Regions from separate parts of the Mus musculus genome. Here regions 1 and 3 are each linked to region 2. Evidence: chromatin contacts called from public Hi-C and promoter capture Hi-C data. All regions are on one chromosome and are shown on one strand. Each heading gives the region's core, a stretch centred on a gene start, on an enhancer-like site or on the middle of the called end of the contact. The rest is flanking DNA. Distances are from core to core; before and after follow the strand shown.

The links. Promoter capture Hi-C pulls out the DNA fragments that hold promoters and counts their contacts. Hi-C and Micro-C count contacts between places; a contact is called where the count stands out from the background.
Region 1: a promoter capture Hi-C map of liver shows a contact between it and region 2, with 2.1 times the contacts expected there. The contact joins the enhancer-like site here to the promoter of Bcas3os1 in region 2. A contact is called at or near these places in 3 of 39 promoter capture datasets (cranial neural crest and liver), 1 of 15 datasets of contacts at CTCF or cohesin (the NIH/3T3 cell line), 1 of 484 Hi-C or Micro-C datasets (nephron progenitors) and 2 of 115 datasets of contacts at active chromatin or transcription factors (bone marrow-derived macrophages and fibro-adipogenic progenitors).
Region 3: a Hi-C map of 8-cell embryo shows a contact between it and region 2, with 2.0 times the contacts expected there. The contact joins the enhancer-like site here to the promoter of Bcas3os1 in region 2. A contact is called at or near these places in 20 of 39 promoter capture datasets (the 3T3-L1 cell line, 3T3-L1-derived adipocytes, the C10 cell line and 11 more), 6 of 15 datasets of contacts at CTCF or cohesin (embryonic stem cells, large pre-B cells, pro-B cells and 1 more), 61 of 484 Hi-C or Micro-C datasets (8-cell embryo, the BV-2 cell line, ECoMG myeloid progenitors and 27 more), 24 of 115 datasets of contacts at active chromatin or transcription factors (the HPC-7 cell line, bone marrow-derived macrophages, cardiomyocytes and 9 more) and 1 of 9 other capture datasets (embryonic stem cells).

The regions. Positions count from the first base shown.
Region 1 is chr11:85,611,867-85,615,091 of GRCm38.p6, reverse strand. All of the region lies in intron 22 of Bcas3 (breast carcinoma amplified sequence 3), which reads right to left. Among named protein-coding and RNA genes, the nearest start is that of Bcas3os1, 110 kb to the left of the region's middle. Within about 2 kb of position 1,376, at least 4 of the 459 cell types and tissues checked have an H3K27ac peak or open chromatin away from gene starts, as enhancers often do. A contact at or near this core is called in liver, where this site is marked.
Region 2 is chr11:85,718,170-85,721,574 of GRCm38.p6, reverse strand. It overlaps Bcas3os1 (breast carcinoma amplified sequence 3, opposite strand 1), which reads left to right and starts at 1,831. Exons shown (of 6, transcript NR_045875.1): 1 at 1,831-1,878. All of the region lies in intron 22 of Bcas3 (breast carcinoma amplified sequence 3), which reads right to left. RefSeq lists an enhancer at 1-3,405.
Region 3 is chr11:85,842,298-85,845,874 of GRCm38.p6, reverse strand. No RefSeq gene overlaps it. Among named protein-coding and RNA genes, the nearest start is that of Tbx2, 11 kb to the right of the region's middle. Within about 2 kb of position 1,309, at least 171 of the 459 cell types and tissues checked have an H3K27ac peak or open chromatin away from gene starts, as enhancers often do. A contact at or near this core is called in 8-cell embryo, ECoMG myeloid progenitors, the HPC-7 cell line and 17 more, where this site is marked.

The DNA of each region.
Region 1 (3,225 bases), core at 127-2,626, 110 kb after region 2:
TACAACTGCATAGTTGTAAGCAGCGACAGAGGCAGTGTGATTTGTCTGAATGCCTCCTGGTGCCCCACACACTCTGCACTTCACTACCTTGTGTATCACCAAGTCAAGCCTGGACCTAAAGGAGACTCTGCACACCCACTAAAATCACCTCCTGCTTCTGAATCATGCACAGAACCTGAGAGAAGCCAAAGCTGACTCCACTCAGGCCTCCTGTAGGACTGCTTCTATGCGCTTATCCTTGCTCACACTTCTACTGGTGGAAGGCTTCCCAAAAAAAAAAAAAAAAAAAAAAAAAAACGGATTCAGCTGTCAGACTTAGATTATCAGGGAATCTCTAAGATGAATGGGTCCTTTAAAAGAAAAGCCAAACTTGAGGTAATTACGTTCGAATTCTTTAATCACTTTTTCCAAGCTCAGGGGGAATTGTGGTGTTTCTCTGAGGAGTGTCTTCCACTATGCCACACAAATGCGCTGCAGGTTCCTCCTTCAGAGGGGTACCGAATAGAAGGGCGTCCCCTGCACAGTGTTCAGGAGTGTGCTTCTTGGCTTGTCCTTTTTGGATAGCAGAGGTTGTGTGTGAATGTGCAATTATCAATACAATTCTCATTTTGTCTCCTTTCTTCAACAATAAAGCAATAAGAAAAAGGAAGGGAGACGGGAGGGGGGCAGGAGGGAGGGGAGGGAGGAAGGGAGGGAAGGAGGAAGGGAGGGAGGGAGGGAAGGAAGAAGGGAGGGACACTTAAGTACTGAACATGGGTTTCATACCATACCAGCCTTAACAGACCTCATCTAAACTGCTCAGGGTCAGAGTATCTTGCATTCTAGAATATATATGCAGGCTTAATTAATTAAATATTCCTAATCAAAACCTCCTAAATATTCCAATACCCCAATGTATTGAGTGGTAGATTTCAGATTAGGGATCAGTCTACTCTGTACTATGGTAACTTGTTCATTTCCATCTCTGGGAAATTCAGACAAATGGGCCTTGGAATCCCTGTGAAACTGAAGTTCCACTGTATCCCACAGGGCTCTGCATACACTGTGTTGCTCATCATTAGGACATGATATGGTATCATGATAAGATAATGTAGCTGGTGCAGTTGGGGAATTAATTACAAGTAGACAATGTAGCTGGAAGCCATTCATTGTACAGCACTACTAGAACAGGAGCAATGGACAGAGATAATCACCAAGGCCACCCTGTCATAGACATCTGAGATAACTGAACACTAAATCGTCCATCAACCCAGGCCTTTGCATAGAGATAGAGCCCAAAATAGACAAGATTTAGCAAAAGCTTGGCCAGAGAGGTCACTGAGTGTACAAGAGAAAATCTAGCAAGCACTGAACTTTGTCCGTGCACCATGGGTCAGATATCACCCATGAAAACGTCAAAGAGCTTCTACCTCATGTGTGGTGGTTAGACAGGGAGAGAGGCAGGACATATGGCTGTTCAAGTGGACTGACCTAATCTCTAAAGGTATGCATTAATATAAAACTTAAGAGCCTGTGATAAGGGAGGTTAATCCAGGGTGTTTTACTGACTGCTTGGGTAAATAGCCCAGAAAGAAATCTTAACACATTTGACAATATTGGTGTCCTGCAAATAACATACTTCTGCATGCAAAGTGATAACATGAATTTGTATTGCTTCCTACAAAGGAAAAGGCCTGGTTCTGAAAGAGTTAAGAAAGACCAAAATTAGACACAGTTCATGTTAAAGGTTAGAAGAATAATCAGTCACTTGAAAAAACGCTACATAAACATTTTTCCGGATGCAATTTTCAGTCCAAGGATACATTTCCCAGTAGAAATCAACAGCTAAAAAGGAAATCATTTCGTCTCCGTAAGTGCCAAATTGTATCCTGATTTTCCCTGGCCTGGCTCAACTTTCAAAACCAGTGGTTCAACTTCTGCAATCTTTCACCCAATGGCTATATAAACACATCTTACAAGGCAGACATAATCCTTGGGTGGGCCAATTTATGTTGGATTATGAAAATACTTAAAATACAAAATCGTATAATGACTGTTGTCCTTCAGTTTTTCACTAAAGAAAGGGGGGGTGGTGGTGGAGACATTTAATAAAAGGCCTTGGTTTGCACACAGATAACGGACCACAATCACTTTCTTTTCTTTTTCTCCCCCTCAGAAGGTAAATAATACTAAAGGATGGTGTTCTGGCCTGGTGATGGTCTGGAGTTTATGAATACAGTTCTGATGCACGCAAGGCAGTCACCGGCACAACTGGAATGAGTTACGCTGCTTGCAACAGGCGAGGAAAAATTTCACCCTTGGAAGTATGCTGGATCTTCTGTACTTGGTCAGAGGTTACAGAAACATTAGTTTTAAGGATAAAGTAATCTTAAGTAAAAACCAAAAGATTCATTCAGAATTTATTACTGCTCCACTCCATACATATCCCACAATATACACGAGTCTCCATAGCACCAGCCCAGCAGAAGCTCAAGCCCCTAACTAGAGAAATCATAAATTCTGAACATTCATGCAAAGGTGAACTCTGTTTTTCTACTTCTTCCTTGAAATTCCAGAGATTTTAAGGCAGCTACGGAAGCACACAGAAAAGCTCACCCCCAGCATTAGATGGGGAGGGCAAGAATTTTAACTTTTCCTCCAATGGATAAAGCTATGTAAAGGAAGACGTTCTGGAAGTCTTTGGAGAGAGCACAGAATAAATCATAGCTGTGAGATCTGGAAAAGCTTGGTTGAACATAAAGAGAGTTTCACTTCTGTGCCTGTACATTTTGCCTTGGGGATAACGGATCTTCTCAGCCATTCACAGAACGATGCTGTAATGCCCCATCCTTAACCAGCAAAACTAAGAGTTGCATTTGCAACCGTGCATTTCATTAGCTGTTAACTGAGAATTTCATCAAATATCCATGAAACTATCATAAAAATGTCTTCAGCAACAATCACCAAGAGCTCCATCAAAGTAGAGAGCTCAACCAGCTGCATGAACTTTTGGGGAGTCGTGGTGCACCTCTATGAATGATCTTCCGATGCCTGAGAACAGAGAGTAGTGGCACTGAGGCAGCCTGTACACTGGAAAGGAACGCACACAACAGTACAGCTTAATGTCACATGCAGAGAGGCTGGGGACACTATAGCCTCACTCACAGAGCTCTCAGTACAGGACGTGTTAGGGACCCACTTGCCATCTCCACAGGATAGTTCTGCCTAAACCTGCAGAAAGTGTTT
Region 2 (3,405 bases), core at 582-3,081:
GAATAGACACCCTTGTTTCATTTCTCTTCATAAAAGAAACCTCAAGTGACAGGTGGTGGCACACACCTTTAATATCAGTGCTCAGGAGACAGAGGCTTAGAGCCAAGGCTACTGAGGGAAAACATGTCTTGGAAAACCAACAAAACAACCCCCCTAAAGAACAAAACCACCTCTGGCTTCATAAAACCAAAACAAAGCCCACCCTAAACACTAGGGCTCTGCCTGTTTCCTTCTATCTTTGAATCGTTAAACTAAGCCTAAAGTGCCGAAGAGTCATGCTAACGCCACACCAGTTGCTATGCCATCTCCGGATACCTCCGAAAGAACACATTCGAGGCGTTGGTAGTCCAGGCTAGCCTTAGAATACTGGAGGTAGCCAAGGTGCTCTTAAACTTCTGATCCTCCTGTCTCAGCCTCTCAAGTTCAAGGGCGATTAAGCATGAACCTCTGTGCCCAGATTCTAGAACCAGAAGCCTGCCAGGCTCTGGCCCAGCTGTGACCCCTGACTCAGGCATAGCTAGTTCAAACAAGAAGGTTCAATCTATTCCTGTGCATTTATGCGAAGACCAGCATGTCCACCCGAGATCATGAAGATGGTCCCATCCAACAGCACATCAGTTACCATTTTAGGTTTTGAAACTCGGGGGGAAAACATGCAGGGAAGAAATAAACAGCTTTTTTTTTTTTTTAATGTAATAACTGAAGAGTAATGAGGTTGGAAAACAGATGTGGACAGAGGGGAAATCTTGCTACAGTGTGGCCCACACAATCTGGGGAGGAATGATAAAAAGAAAAAACAACACAACTTTACAAGCTGTTTTGAGCCTGGAATTAAAAGGAGTAATCAAGCAAGGCTGCCTTATAAAGGGTCAAGGGGTAGCATCCTGCAGCGGAGAATAAGCAGAGCCCCTGCTCCTGGCCAGCTCAGGCCTCAGCCTGGGAAGAAAGGCTTCCCGGGGCAGCAGCTCTGCAGAGCAGATTCTTGATTCAGTGTTTAATAACTGCCATCTAACCTCCTTCCCCTGCCCACCCGCTCCCCAGGGAGGTACTTCCCTAATGGGTTAGCCCTTTTTAGTCTGGTTTTAGTCTCTGGCTCTTTATATTCTGAGTCGGGCAAGGGGGGGTGGGGTGGGGACCTCAGTCTATTCCTGTGACTTCCAGGCAAAATGTGTCAAATTAGATAAATGTGTCCGAGGCTGGGTTGCGAGCAGAGCACACTCACTCTTTCAATGGTCTCTTCCCACACCCCTTTCACCATGTCTGCCTCTCAGAGTCTATTCAAATGCATAAAACAATTCCAACTGAATCTTCACATGGGGTGTCTAGGGTTTTTTTGTTTGTTTGTTTGTTTGTTTGTTTTGTTTTTGTTTTTTTAAGCTTAGTATACATCACATTTGGGGAGCAACAGAGAGATGTGAATAGAGAGACCCCCAAGCCTGCCCTGTTTCTGAGGTTACCCACAGGAAGGCAACTCCCTTCTACGCCTGTGGCATTGTTTTGTTTATTACGCAGTGACTGTCAGGACACTTATCAGTTTACTAAACTGTGTTAGTCTGTACAGAGTGTCTCCCGACGTGGGGCTGTGAGAGAGCAGCCGTTGCAGTTGTCTGACTTGGCTTCTGAAAGCCTTCAACTACTGAAGTCCAGCCAGCATCTAATTTTACCCGTGAGTTCCAGGAGAGAAGAAAGCTGGTGGGAAGATTACAGAGTTCCTTGAAGCCCTGACCTACAACAGGAAGAGAGTTGTCAGCCGTCATGTCTCTCACCCTAAATTCCAAGGCAAACAACAGTGGCTGAACATTTTATAACACGTTCCCATTGTAAAATTGCATATTCCAGAAACCCGATGCTGGCTCCCTCATTTTCCATAGACCTCATGTAAGTACCAGCGCATGATCTTAAACTGAATATTTTTACTTGAGCTTTTCACTTCCAATTTGTCGAATGTACTTTGGCTTCTCTGACTTTCTTGTAAGGCGGTGGCAATCTGTTTTCACACTAACTCTTGTATGCATTCGGCTCATATCACTGAATTGGCGACCTGGGAATCTCTGAGGACACTGGTGTAAACGAATCACCACCGGGGTCTCAGGGGCTTTCTGTAAAGAGCGGGAGAAGGAGACTTTCCAGGTCTTTCGGCTCACCCGTCAGCAAGTTACTTCACTTCTCCTACACTCACCTGTGAAACGGGTGTATGAACAGCCGCGGCAGGGCAAATGTGAGGACTGATGACAGCCTACTTCGAGGGAGCTGCGCACAGTGCTTAACACAGAGAGGCATTGTCAAGTCTGTCCAAAGCAATGGGGAGAGTACCCACAGTCCTGCTCGGTGAGATGCCACAGTGGCACTCCTTTGGACAAAAGATGACCTCAAGTGCCCTAGAAGCACTAAGGGGATCAGCCAACAGGAGAGTTGGAGAGATAGGGGGTGTCTGGTGTCTACGGGAGATCTCCAACCTGATTGCCCTAGGCCAGGAATGGACAAGTGCCCACTCGAAGGCTGGTGCCCTTGGAACAGAACATGAGCCTCTTAGAAGTAGGTTGATGGAAAGGAAAAAACAAAATGGCTGGAAAAGTTCAACAGGTTCATTGAGCTCCAGATGCTAACCAACCTGCTTTCAGGGGTAGCACTTCCCATTGTTGCCAGAGACCGGTAAAGGACGGTAACAGACAACCTCAGCTTGGCCTGTGAGACAGATCACCTGGGCCCAAGCCCTGCAGCAATTACTGTGCTATGAAAGGCGGAGCTGGACTCTAATAAGTGAGAACAAAGAGCCAACCACCCTGGAACATTTAGCAGACCTCTGGGTCATTATCTGGCTCAGTTTCAGTGTTCTCAAATTCTGTGTGCTCTCGAGAAGAATGGAGATCCACAGATTAGTCCTCTGGGCACCCCTTATTATCCTCAGGTCCCTTCAAAATAAAAACACAAGTAAAAGTAAAACCCATCTAGCAGCTGCTACTACTTCAGCACTGACAGCATACTGGGTGCTACCTTTGCAAGAGGGAACCAGTTAGAAAGGGCTCAGATATAGAAAAGTGATATCCAGTACCAGCCAGGGAACAGCAAGGTTCTTTCTGGCACCCAAACAAGCTCTTTAGGAGAGAAGGGCTGTGCATACATAGACCCTTGGGTTTAAGAAGGAAACTCATCATCTAATCAGAAATGAAACAAGAATCCTCAAGAGCTCAAGGCTCATGGCAACATCTGTCAGTCTAGAATGGATTAATAAAATTACAAGGGATGGTAAAAATCTTATCTCAGAGGAATTACAAACACAAGTCCATATGCTACAACAGGATGGGACAGTCAGTGGTCAATATTTGGCCAGTGTTCTCTGTTTCCTCCCCTGTAAGACCAGAACACATGACAGAGGGCATATCCCAGGCCCATCACCCTTATTAG
Region 3 (3,577 bases), core at 60-2,559, 120 kb before region 2:
TTACTTTGCCAACCGGGATCCTGGAGCTCAGAAAAGAGAGTCGTACTGTTCAGGATCTCATGGCTAGAGGCAAAGGTTGGCTTTGAACTTCTCATTCAGTTTTCCTACTGAACATCTGCTTTGCAATAGATGGGCATCAAGTGACTGTTAGATTACCAAAGGTCTCATCCTATCCTCTGGTATGCCTTGAAGGTGCCGAGACTCTGGCTGGGGGGAGGCAACAAGTTGCTGGCTAAGGAAGAGATGCAAGACTGATGGGAACTGGGCAGGTTTCTATCCGTGTGCTCTTAAAAAGCGTATGTAGACTTATTCTGCCCGTTTGTCGAGCTGCTGGCATCTTTGGTACTTAGCTCCCCCAAATTTTCCCCACTCTGAGTGTGCCATTTGTTAGTGATCAGGTTTCCCCTCTTTACCCACGAGCATCCGACTCAAACCTGACTCAAACTCTGGTGGCTCACTTCTGAGTCCTTCTTACTTAGCATCTTCGGGAACTACTGAAGACCCAAAGCCTCCTCAAGACCTTTGGTTGTCTTGTAAGATTTAACCCTTGGTCCTCAAGTGCACTGGTCCCTGGTGCATACCTAACAGTCTCTTCGTGTGACCTTGAGGAGCTGAGGAGGTGGAGGTAGGAGCTGAGGAATGTCTTAGCCAACACTTACACCCAAGCTTGCATGGTTCAGTGGAGCTTCACACTCCAAAAGGGCCAGAGGCGTGTTTTCCAGTGCTCATAGATCCCAGCCCTGACTGTGTTTCCAAGAGGCCAGGAAAGCCAGAGGCAAGCGCCTTCCCTGTCCCAAGAAGAATCTGAGTCCAGCCAGGCACATCGAAGACCATAGCTTCTAGGAGCTGGCACTGCAGGGCAGCTCCAAGAGAAAAACCCACATTAAGTTTTGAGCTCCCTCGTCGGTGCCCGCAGTCGGCAGCCCACTCAAGTCCCTGGGCCTGGACCTACAGTGGATCTGAGATCCCTCTCCGTGCCCATTTCTCTGGACTCACTGCACCTTGGGCTCTGGCAGGGAGTGCTGGCCGGCTGCTTGACCGGGCCCTGTCCTGGAGCGCCATCTCGTGGGAACGTGGGGAGTTCCTGAGGCCTGGGACCTGGGAAGGCTCCCGAGTCCGGAGCAGCCAAGTGAGTTCGGGGTCCTTAGCCCATCAAACCCGATGGACAGACACGCACCCCAAGGGAGCCTAAAAGAAACTCGGAGGGGAAAACAGTCATCCGGGCACCAACACTTTCCCTGGTGGGTAACTTGTCTGCTCTCCAGAGGACGCGACACAATGCCCTGAGATCACCCGGAGCGCCCAGCCCCCTCCAACGCACGGGGTCGTTCTCCCCGCTGACTCTTGATCGTTGGCTGGACTCAGCCTACCGGGAGAGTGTTCCAAACTTCTCGGTCAAGGGCGGAGAGGCGGAAGGAGAATGGGAAAAGGAAACGAAGTTGGATTTAGGGTCGCTCCCAAGGTAGGAAGGAGGGCTCAGAGTTGCAATTCTGATCTCTCCCAAACCGTTCCCTCCGCGGCGGCCTTCACCTAGAGAAGCGGGGGGCGGGGCCAGAGCCCAGGCGGGGCGGGGCCCGAGCTCAGGCGGGACGGGATCGCTGTCGCGCCGCGGCGTGCTCCTCCCCGCGTCAGTGAATCCACAGTGGGCTGGGGAGGCTGAACCCGGTTCAACGCCCTCCAGGAGGACAGGGCCTTCTGCCGAGGCTCAGAAGCTCTGCACCGCAGCGGGAAGTTTGGAAGGAAGAAATGGCTCGAGGGTTCGGAAGCCTCGGATTAACCGCGTGGAAAATGCAGTGTCCAACATCTCGGAATCTATTCAGTTGCGCTGCTAGGGGTCTCACGAAGGCTCCAAATGCTGAATCTTCGAGTTCTCGGGTGTTATCACACCCAGTCCTAAACCAGCACAGTTCTCTAAGACCCCACACTCCCCATTGAGTCTCTTGGCGACACGCTTGGTCACCCACTTAACAGACCTCAGAGGCCCCTTGGTCACCCACTTAACAGACCTCAGAGGCCCCTTGGTCACCCACTTAACAGACCTCAGAAGCCCCTCGATACCCATCGCTCACACACTCCTCTCTGCTGACGGATTTGCCATCCAATGGCCCTGGTTGGGCAGGTCCTGAAGGGTTAAGGCAGCGGGTACACGGGCGCTTGAGCTAATTGGCGACCCCCAGAGACAATGAAGACTGGAAGGCTGGGAAGGCTGGTGGCTTAATTGGGCCTGGGAGTGGCCAGGCCTTTGTCTGGGACAAGGCCCAGCCCGTCAGCTGCAGGATTCCCCAAGCCGCACTTGGCCTTGCAGCTGGGGCCCAGCGGAGCACTGTAGTGGCAATCCCGGGAGGGGGGTGTGTACGGCCGAAAGCAGGGGAGCGGGAGGATTCTCCAAGCCGCGCTGCAGGCTCGGAAATAACACCAGACCCGAGTTGCTGCGGCCCTGCCCACCACCGCGTGTGCTGCCCCCTGGTGTCCGCAGGCCGAGGGGGCCCCACAGCCAAACTCTCGGCATTCTTTCCTGGTTGAAAGCGAGAGGCAGCAAGATGCCAGTGCACACGTTGCTTTGGGATTTTTTATTTTTATTTTTTACGGGGAGTTTCAACCCAAAGTGACCTCAAATAAACGTAGAGATAGGGAGAGACTCTATGCGAAGTAGGGAGGGACTTTCCTTGTTCCTGCTTGGTTCGTGAACCACATTGCCTAATCAGTCCAGGCGGAGCAGAACAGGGGAGCCATAGCTCACCTACGGTTGGGATGAGACCATCTACACACAGGCACGCACACGCACGCGCGCGCACACTCCACACTCTCTACCCAGGGAAACTTGAGGCAGCCCTGTCTCAGAGGAGTTGGACAAAGTTTTTTCCTTGTAAGTGTGTCAGCCCAGGAAGGTGTTCGGAGCATTAGGAGTTCCTGAAACTTTCAAGTCTACCTACATCTTCACTCTGCCCTTCAAATCATTGCTGATGTCCCCGGGCGAGTGGAAAGTCATACACGCCCCAGAGGTTCACAATGTCTAACAAGGCAATCTTTTGGGGTTGGACGTCAAAACCTCCTGGACTTAAAGGGATGAAGACGGGGTGCTCAACGACCACAAATCCAGAGACATGTAATCAGCTCCCGGAGGCACCTGCCAGCTGGATGAGGTTACTAGCTGTGGCCTTCTGGAGCGGCGTGGATGGGAGCTCTCCTTAACAGAGGGGGTCTTAGGGAAGCACCAGCCCAATGGGGCCAGTGGGACACAGTGGGACTCCCTTGAAAGTCGCCAGCAAGTTGATGCAAGGAGGGGATCGAAGATAAACAAGCTGTAAGGAGGGATTTTTAGGCCAGATTTTCCCAGCACCCCAAGCACCGAGTGATTCCAGAAGGCAGAGTGATGGGACAGAATTCTGGAGTTGGTGGTACTGAAGAAAGTTGGCCACTACCTCCTCCCCAACACACACACACACACACACACACACACACACACACACACACACACACACACACACGAAAGGAGAAAGAGAAGAGAGCAGGGCCCCGTTTCCCAGATCATGTACCCAGGAAGGTTGAAAGGAGGGGTGAGGAGCAGGTCCACAGT